3 separate regions of the Mus musculus genome follow, and all the other regions are linked to region 1. A link is a contact called in public Hi-C and promoter capture Hi-C data. All regions are on one chromosome and are shown on one strand. Each heading gives the region's core, a stretch centred on a gene start, on an enhancer-like site or on the middle of the called end of the contact. The rest is flanking DNA. Distances are from core to core; before and after follow the strand shown.

Evidence for each region. A called contact is a pair of places that touch in the nucleus more often than the background predicts. Capture Hi-C pulls out chosen DNA fragments and counts their contacts.
Region 2: a promoter capture Hi-C map of liver shows a contact between it and region 1. The contact joins the promoter of Secisbp2l here to the promoter of Fbn1 in region 1. A contact is called at or near these places in 1 of 484 Hi-C or Micro-C datasets (embryonic stem cells) and 1 of 9 other capture datasets (liver).
Region 3: a contact with region 1 is called in a Hi-C map of muscle stem cells, with 4 times the contacts expected there. The contact joins the promoter of Cops2 here to the promoter of Fbn1 in region 1. A contact is called at or near these places in 1 of 39 promoter capture datasets (cranial neural crest) and 1 of 484 Hi-C or Micro-C datasets (muscle stem cells).

The regions. Positions count from the first base shown.
Region 1 is chr2:125,505,062-125,507,761 of GRCm38.p6, reverse strand. Fbn1 (fibrillin 1) reads left to right here and starts at 1,324. Exons shown (of 66, transcript NM_007993.2): 1 at 1,324-1,423; 2 at 1,973-2,322. The coding sequence starts at 2,159.
Region 2 is chr2:125,781,381-125,784,220 of GRCm38.p6, reverse strand. It overlaps Secisbp2l (SECIS binding protein 2-like), which reads left to right and starts at 1,351. Exons shown (of 18, transcript NM_177608.3): 1 at 1,351-1,622. The coding sequence starts at 1,599.
Region 3 is chr2:125,857,779-125,860,478 of GRCm38.p6, reverse strand. It overlaps Cops2 (COP9 signalosome subunit 2), which reads left to right and starts at 1,397. Exons shown (of 13, transcript NM_009939.3): 1 at 1,397-1,543. The coding sequence starts at 1,490. It also overlaps a transcript of Galk2 not described here.

The sequences.
Region 1 (2,700 bases), core at 75-2,574:
CCAGGTAGTTCCTGGTGCTAGAACGCACGTTACCAGGCTTGGTGCTTTATTTGCTCAGAGCCATCTCCTGGCCCTCGAATGAATACCTCTTTTCTCACCTGAAGATGTAGGACGGAATCTCCAGTTCATGGATCTGTTAAGAGGATTTTTTTTTGAAAGTAAGACCTCAATTAAACTAGATAATATATTTAAATAATTATGAATTTAAATCAGTGTTTAAGTCTTCCTATTCAGGTATCGAAGCAGTGCAGTGAGTCCATTATCATGAGGCGTGGTCCATTTTGAAAAGAAGATGGAGTTGATAACATGCCTCGATCTCTATAATCTCATATCCGGGCACAAGATGTTGAAAACAAGAAAAATCCGGGTCAACAAGATGCGTGCATTCTTAGGGTAACTGTGTGGAAAGTGACAGTTGGTGACTGGAGTCCCTGGTCCCTGCGGTCGAGCCCGATGTGGATTTCAGACACCCCCACCCCACCCCAATCCCATGCATGTGTGTGTATGTGCTCTCTGTATAGTGTGTACACATGTGAAAATAGGGTTATTTTAGGAAACCCCATTCCTAACTGAGAGTTGGGCGGGAGGATTGTCTGAAACCCAAATCACAGGCCCCCACATCACAGACTGAGACTTTCGCAGCCTCTTCATTTAGCCTAGGTGAGTAGCTTGACCTGAGCCTCGGGAGAATTGCTCCTCCAGCGGGCTCCTGACACTGGCATGCCCCTTTCGCCGCCGCTAACCTGTTGGCTGGCTCAGTGGTGGTGGCCTCACCACAAGCCCTGCCTGAGCCTCGGAGCCTACAATTTCTCCTCCCAGCCAGACAGCAGAAGACTGGGCTGAGAAGCGAGGGCCACTGCCACAGAGCCCCTTTCCAGCCAGGGCCTCCTGGGCCTCGTTGGCCAAGGTGTCCAGCATGCGTTCTCCGCGCAGGTGGCCCAGCTCTCCGTGCTTCTGATCGCGGGAATCTCGGGTCTGGACCTCTCAGCCGCAGGCAGATCGGTCTAAACCGCTACTCCACCTCTTCCCATTCCCTCTCTTCCCCACCCTGGGACGGAATATCCCAGGCCAGGCAGGACTGGATCACCTCCGCCTCCTCCCAGGGCACTGATCCTGCGAATGAGGGAGGCCCGGGTCCGGGCGGTGGCTGGCAGAGGGGAGTGGAAAGGGAGGATAGATGGGGCCGGGGGTGGGGTGGTGATGGGGGGAGGTGGGGAGGGTGTCATTTTCTTTTTCTTTCTTTCTTTTTTTTAAAAAAGTATTTCTCTCGCGAGAAACCGCTGCGCGGACGATACTTGAAGAGGTGGGAAAGGAGGGGGCCGCAGAGTTGGGGCAGAGACTGTGGGTGCCACAGGCGGCCACAGCTGGGACAGCTGCGGAGCAGAGCAGCCACCGCCGCCTGAGAGTCCGAGCCGCTAGTCCAGTGGGTCTCATGGGGTCCCGCCAGGGTCGGGCGGCAGGCGGGTGGCTGGAGGGCCGTTTGCGCGGCATCCAGGGCAGGAGGCCGGGCAGGGTGAGGGGATGTCTCGAGCATCTGCAGCTGGCCCTCTCTGCCTGACAGCTGCAAGATCCGGGACTGCAGTGCCCTGCTCCACGTCGGATGCAGGGGACTGGCGGGGTTGGCCATGACCCGGTATGTGGGCGGAGAGGACCCTTTTTGGAGAGCTGGGGCGTCAGCCGTCACCGCGCGCAATCAGTGCCATTAAGACCGTGTAGGCAGTCCGCTCGCGGGACGCCTGGGCTCCCTAGGGACACGGTACTTGGCGCCGCGAGGCCACAGGGTCCGCGGATGCCAGTCGCCGGGTTCTGGCTCTGCAGCTAGTTGGGATCGAGTGGTCCTCGTTCCTCCGAGTAACTGCGCCACGCGCAGGCGGCGCGCGGTCTGGGCTCGGCACCGGGGACTGCGAGCTTTCAGCATCCCGGAGCCCTGAGTGTCTCACCTCCCCGCCTTGGGGACTTGTCTGTGTTGCAGGACAGGCAGGGACTACCCGAAGTGGGAGCAGTCCCTGGAGAAGAAAGCTGTAGGACCCAGGCCGGGGACCTCTCTGCATCAGGACAGCCGGACAGTGAGACAGCGGGACCCCGGAGACTCGGGCCGCTGGAAGGCGCGGCGGCGGCGGCGGCGGCGGCGGCGGAGCGAGTGGCGGCCGGCGGCACCATGCGGCGAGGAGGGCTGCTGGAGGTCGCGCTGGCGTTCGCCCTGCTCCTCGAGTCCTACACGAGCCATGGGGCGGACGCCAATTTGGAGGCTGGGAGCCTGAAGGAGACCAGAGCCAATCGGGCCAAGAGAAGAGGCGGCGGAGGACACGATGCGCTGAAAGGGTAAGGGAAGCTCCCAGCTGCTTCGGTGTGCCTCCCCTCGCCCTTCTTGGGACTTTAAGATCCACAGCAACTGACAGGGCAGGTTCTGGCCCGTAGAGGACCCTGGGTGAGATCCCCGGGAGACAGCCTGGAAGTGCCAAAGTTACTCGGTCATCAACTCTTGTTCAGATAACTCGCCTTGTTCCTGGCCCAGAGGAGAAGTCCTGGCTGGAGGGAATCCTGGGCCATTGTTGAAGCAGATTTGGGGAGGCGAGAATGGTTCCTTGTGGAAGAAGGGGAGGAGCTGAAACCCAGAGAAAGGGAGAAGCCCACTGCTTCTGCTGCTTACCAATTCCAGTTGCAGGGAGAAGTGCTTTTCCCGTGTGGGCATCAGCTATT
Region 2 (2,840 bases), core at 102-2,601, 280 kb before region 1:
TTTCCTCTTACAGATCCTTCAAAGAAGGGGAAAACCTCAAATACCGTACTGCATTAATGACTTTTTAACTCAGGCTGGGTGTCTTGCAGCTAAAGACCACCGGTAGGGGCACAGCTCATCTCATCTTGCTGTCAGAAAGGAGGGTGAGCCGCTGTGGCTTATGTAACTGCCCTGTATAAATAGCTTTGCTTTGTGGATCAGCCTTAAATTTCTTCTGCAGCCATTGAATCCTGAGCAAGGGTTTGTAATAGACTCTAAGGAATCTGACATTACACAGCTCACACATTTTCAACACAAATGCATGTGCAACTGAAATAAAAGTGTGCATACAGTGGAAAAACAAAACCAAATGCACGAAACTCTCATGTACAGGCATAAGTGTTTCTCCATCATGTGGTTTGCAGACCAGCCTTCATATGTCCTGTAGACAAAATGCATTCATTTAAGCTGGCAGAAATACAGCTTCCACACTAACATAGCCAGGATCTTTACAGACCACTCTCTCCTTACAGACTTGGATTAACTGAAAAGGCTTTATGAACATCTCCCAAAGCGTGATGACGAAGCAGATTTCTTAGATATCCTTTTCCCTTTTCCAGACATAGATCCCCTGGCCAGTGACCCTAACAGCAGCCAACTCTACTCTCTTTCTTCACTGAAGTATATATAATTCAGCTGACCGACGTTATCAAGCCAGAACTCTTGTGGAGAGCTTGTGTGTGTTGGAGGCTGTCTAACTCCCCAGAGGGAATCTACCAGTAGGGTTTAGTTTCAAGGCAAACTCTAGTCTTTAAGGAGCTGATGACCTGGAGATTAAAAGGAACAATTCTTAACCATATGGGGAAAGCAGAGGAGAAGATAATCTCTTCTTGGGTAGTTATGCAGGTTTTGGGTAAAAATAGGGTTCGAAATGGGCAAAATCAGCCTGGAGTTGAGGCTAGATGTGAGTCTGGAACCGGGACAATAACATTAATTAATCATTATTTGTGGAGATTTTTTAACAGGGCTTCTTACCTATGGCTGCTACTCTGTGTATGCAATTTATTTGTGCAATTTTCAAAGGGCAAGATTGTTCGTTCTTTTCATTCTTTTAGAGTACTGACAGGATCACAGGACTAGTGAGCAGCTACAAGCTCTTCCAATATCCTGAGTAGGTTTTGCCTTCTGAGCAGTCTCTGAGGTCCCGGCAAAGTGAACACATGCGTCCTGAGTTCCAGGCAGCCCAACCTGCCTAGGTGGGAGTGGGAGGAGTAACCCAACCAGGCAGTGCCCCTGGCCTTGGCTGCCCGCTAGCCACCCCCCTCCCCCCGCCCCCGTCGCTCCTCGGCCATCCCCGCCCCTGCGTATCTCCATTTCCTACTGCGCCTCCGCCCTTTCGGTCCCGCTCGGCTTCCGTCCCAGATGATCCCTCCCCGGGGCGGCCGCCGCCTCCCCCGCCTTGAGCTGGAGCCGCCTCCCCAGCCAGTGGCGTAGCCGAGTCGGCGTCCGGCCGGCTGTGCGGAGTGGACCGAGCCCGGCGGGACCGAGCGGGGGGCCATGGAGAAAGCGGCCCGCGGCGCTGCGCACACCGACTAGAGCCGGCGCCTGTCGCCGGCGCCATGGACCGAGCGCCGGCCGAGCAGGTACGCAAGCGCCCGGGCTGCTCTCGGGCCTCCGGGCCGGCAGGCCGCCGAAGCTGAAAGGCCGGGGGAGGTGGACCGGCGGAGCTCAGCGGCGACAGCGTTGCCCTTGCAGCAGTCTGGAGTGTATTTCTTTTATGAAGAGACTACCGTGGTTTACCCTTGTTTTCCTGTCTAGTTACTTTGCAAATAATTATTCTTTTAAAATGGAGCAAGAGTTCAAGTTGAGTCCATATTCGTATTCGCACAGTAGTTCCATTAGTGGTCTGTTAGTGTTTTGATTGCATCGAATTCTTTCTGGAAGAGTTGGGAGGAAGGGCTAATGGCAGGGTGAAAAATAACTTAGAAGAATAGTGTCATGCTTCCTCCTCCTCCCCAGTATTTTACAGCTTCCCTGGAAACGACTTAATTTGACTGAGTGTGATTTTTGTTCGCTGTCAATTTCCCTCTACCAGGACCTTGGTCAGTTAGTCACATAGTTGAAAGGAGAACACTGGTGACTTGCCTGTTAGTTTTGCGAATAGTTAATTAACTCGAGTAAATGAGATACCATCTCCCAAGTTTCTGTTTATACATAGTTAACGACAGTTTTGGTTTTGAATCGCACACTTTTCAAGCCAAAACACAGCTTTCTAATTTTGAACACTTCGCCGTTTCTGTTGTTGATTCTTGTCGTATTGTCCATTCTATCCTAGACCTCTTATGAAAGATTTCTCCTCTCTCAGCACTTTCCACAGGACCTTACCACACAGATTTAAAAAGGAAAGCAAATCTTCCAGAGATTAGAAGTTTATTTTTATTAAAGAACACCAATTACCAAGAGAAAATTGATGTGGGACCACTTGGAAAATACACACTTCACTGTGGCCCGGAGTATTATGTTACAGTATGTAGTGAATTTATTAAAACATTGTTTTTGAGAGTAATTCTGAAAAAGGAACCTGAGATTTCCAGCCTTGACGAAGGAAAAGGAAATTTCCTTGCGCGTGTGTCTCTAATGAAAGGGTGGGATGTTTTTGTCCGTCCTGGGCACTCTGGAAGCACTAATGCATATGTATACTCACTTATGTCTCCTTTCATCTTAGAGGAAATGTAATTACCTGGTTAGATGGTAACATTTAGCATGGCACTCCTCATGTGATTACCCTAAGAGCAAGTGTAGCAGATTATCTAGAGAGTATCCTCTTCTGTCATTCCACAAACTCCACCATGTACTTAAAT
Region 3 (2,700 bases), core at 148-2,647, 350 kb before region 1:
AAAATTTCTTGTGATAAAGTGTTGATAGAAAAGGCTATTAGTAAAACTGTGTGGTTATAAGAAAGGTGATATTATTGCTAGAAAACTGTGACCAAAATGATGTTTCCTTGAATGGTTACTTCTTTAAGCCATCTGAAATTCCTTCTTCTAATATTTTCCTAAGTAACAATTAGGTGTTAGGCTAGAGGGATAGCCCAGCAATAGAACATTTACCTAACACACACAAGGCTAAGTTCTTCCCCCAGCTCAAAACATAAAAAAAGAAAAAAAAATCAATGTTAATGATATACAATGCAAAATCGTTTGAAGACTTATTTTTTAACATTCTGAATGTACAGCTATAAATTGTGTTCACAGTGTTTTCAATATAAAAATAATACAATCGTTGACCTTAACGTCTTCTGACAAGATTTTTAGAACCAAGCAATTTCTGGCTTAGAAACAAAACCAAAAGTATCCTGTTCTCCAGTGGATTCAGAGAAAAGCTGGTAATGACATCAGGTACAACTTCAGAAGTCACTGGAGCACAGCCAAGCGGGGTCTGTAAGGATTCAACCCGAAGGTGTGAATGTTAATGCTGAACTGTGCTCAACATCAGCTGTGCATGATGAAGATAAAATCAGGTAATTTTGTTTGATTTGGTTTTGTTTTTTTGTTTTTACCTTTGGTAATTTGGGCATGTTTAATTCATCTGTATAGATAACAATTGGGCCTAAATTCTAACCTATATCTACTTTATAACTTTATAGCATTTGTGTACAGAATTTGGAAGGTTTCTCCAAAAAGGGGGATTGCCTTATTTCCACATTTTTCTTCACTCTGAACTCTAATGGTTTTCTGCGACAATGCATTTTTAAAAAATCTGTCACCAACTGTTACTTTCATTTCATCCTAAAAGCAGTTAATGCACGTTTGTGATTCATTAAATAATTGAACAATTGATTAGTGCATATCCAAACCGGGATATCCACAGAACTGTTTTTGTTAACTACAAACATAACTTTACTAGACAATTGTGTTGCTGTAAATACACCACTGTAAAAACACCACTACAGGGTGTTGAAAGAAAACACATAGATAACAATGGTAGAGGCACGCTACCTTTCAGATAGGTCGGGCATGTTTCATTAGAAACAGACGGTTCCAGAGTCCCAGGCAAGGAAGGAGACAGTTCCCTCACCTAGGACGCTGGATACAGCTAGAAGGTTTTCGAAGCCCCTCAGATAGGACCCGCAACGCCCGATTTCGTAGTTGCTACGCTTAGTTGCTAAGACACAAACTGTCGCTCAGGAAGAGCCGGCTGTGCCCTCCCTTTGGGAGCCGTAGTAAATCATCTCAGGGTCGAGCGCTTTAGTTCCGGAATGAGCTTTATCTTCTCCTGGAGAGACCGGAAGACGAGGAGACTCGGGAGTGACGCTTCTGGGCCGCGGAGCACTGTGGGAGGAGGCTGTCTCTAATTTCTCCTCTCCCCCTCCCCCCTCCGGCCAAGATGTCTGACATGGAGGATGATTTCATGTGCGATGATGAGGAGGACTACGACCTGGTGAGGCGCAGGGAGCGGGCGGGGGCTGGAAGTGGGATGTGGCGGTGGTGCCAAGGCCGAGAGGCTGCAGCTCCCTCCCGGGGCTCGTCGGCCCGGTTCCGCCCTGCCCAGGGACAGGTTTCCCTCCTCGCCTGGCGTCGCGGGCCTGTGGGGCCTGGGAAGAGAGGGAGAGAGGCGGCGGGGCCGCCCTGGACGCTGGGCCCAGGGATAGCGCGGGTGACTGGCCGCGGCCGGTTCTCGGCGCCTCTCTGCCCGCCACCGAGCCTCCACGGCCCGGCGCTTAGGTCTGGGCCCTAGGGGGCCCATCTCTTCTCCACTCTGGACCTGAGCCGGTGCCAGATGCTGGAAGAGTGAAAACTGGAAGAGGGGGGTGGTCCATCCTGCTCCCAGACCTGACTGCGAAACTCGGGAGTCTCCCCCAAAACAGCCTAAGAGTCTCGCCCAGGGTCAGTTTGGGTCCCAGGTTAAGGCTCAGAGCAAGAGTAGGAGGAGTAGTTAAACGACTCGTCCCGTCCTCTAAAACATGACAAGCTCCGAAGAAAGATTTGCTTTTTGTTTGGTTGGACTGGGGAAAGGTAGGGGTTAAGGGAATTGGAACCAATGATCTTTTTCCTTGATTTAAGAAATTTCCCAGCATCCGTGTTTGAATCATCAATGGCATAAAAGTAAACAAACTTGCCTAGTTTGATTGGTGATTTCTTTTCCATTTAAGGTTTAATTGTGAATGGATTTACAGGTTTTAAACTGTACCCCATGATTTATGTTGATAGTCCAAAACGCATGCCTGTGTAAGAACTAAGAAAATTATCTTGATCCCAAAATTAGTGTCAGTTTTGTTTCTTAATTGGGAAGCAATTGTTCGGTTTTTAGAAAAATCCGATGATAGTGCAAGCTGTGGTGTACATGCTTGGAGAAGTCTGGGTCGTCTTTTTTCTTTTCTTTTCTTTTCTTTTTTTAATTTTGAGGTTTATTTATTTTATGTATATGAGTACACTGTCTTCAGGCACACCAGAAGAGGGCACCAGATCCCATTACAGATGATTGTGAGCCACATGTGGTTGCTGGGAATTGAACTCAGGACCTCTGGAAGAGCAGTCAGTGCTCTCAACCTCTGAGCCATCTCTCCAGGCCCTCTTTTCTTTTAAGTGTCACATTCT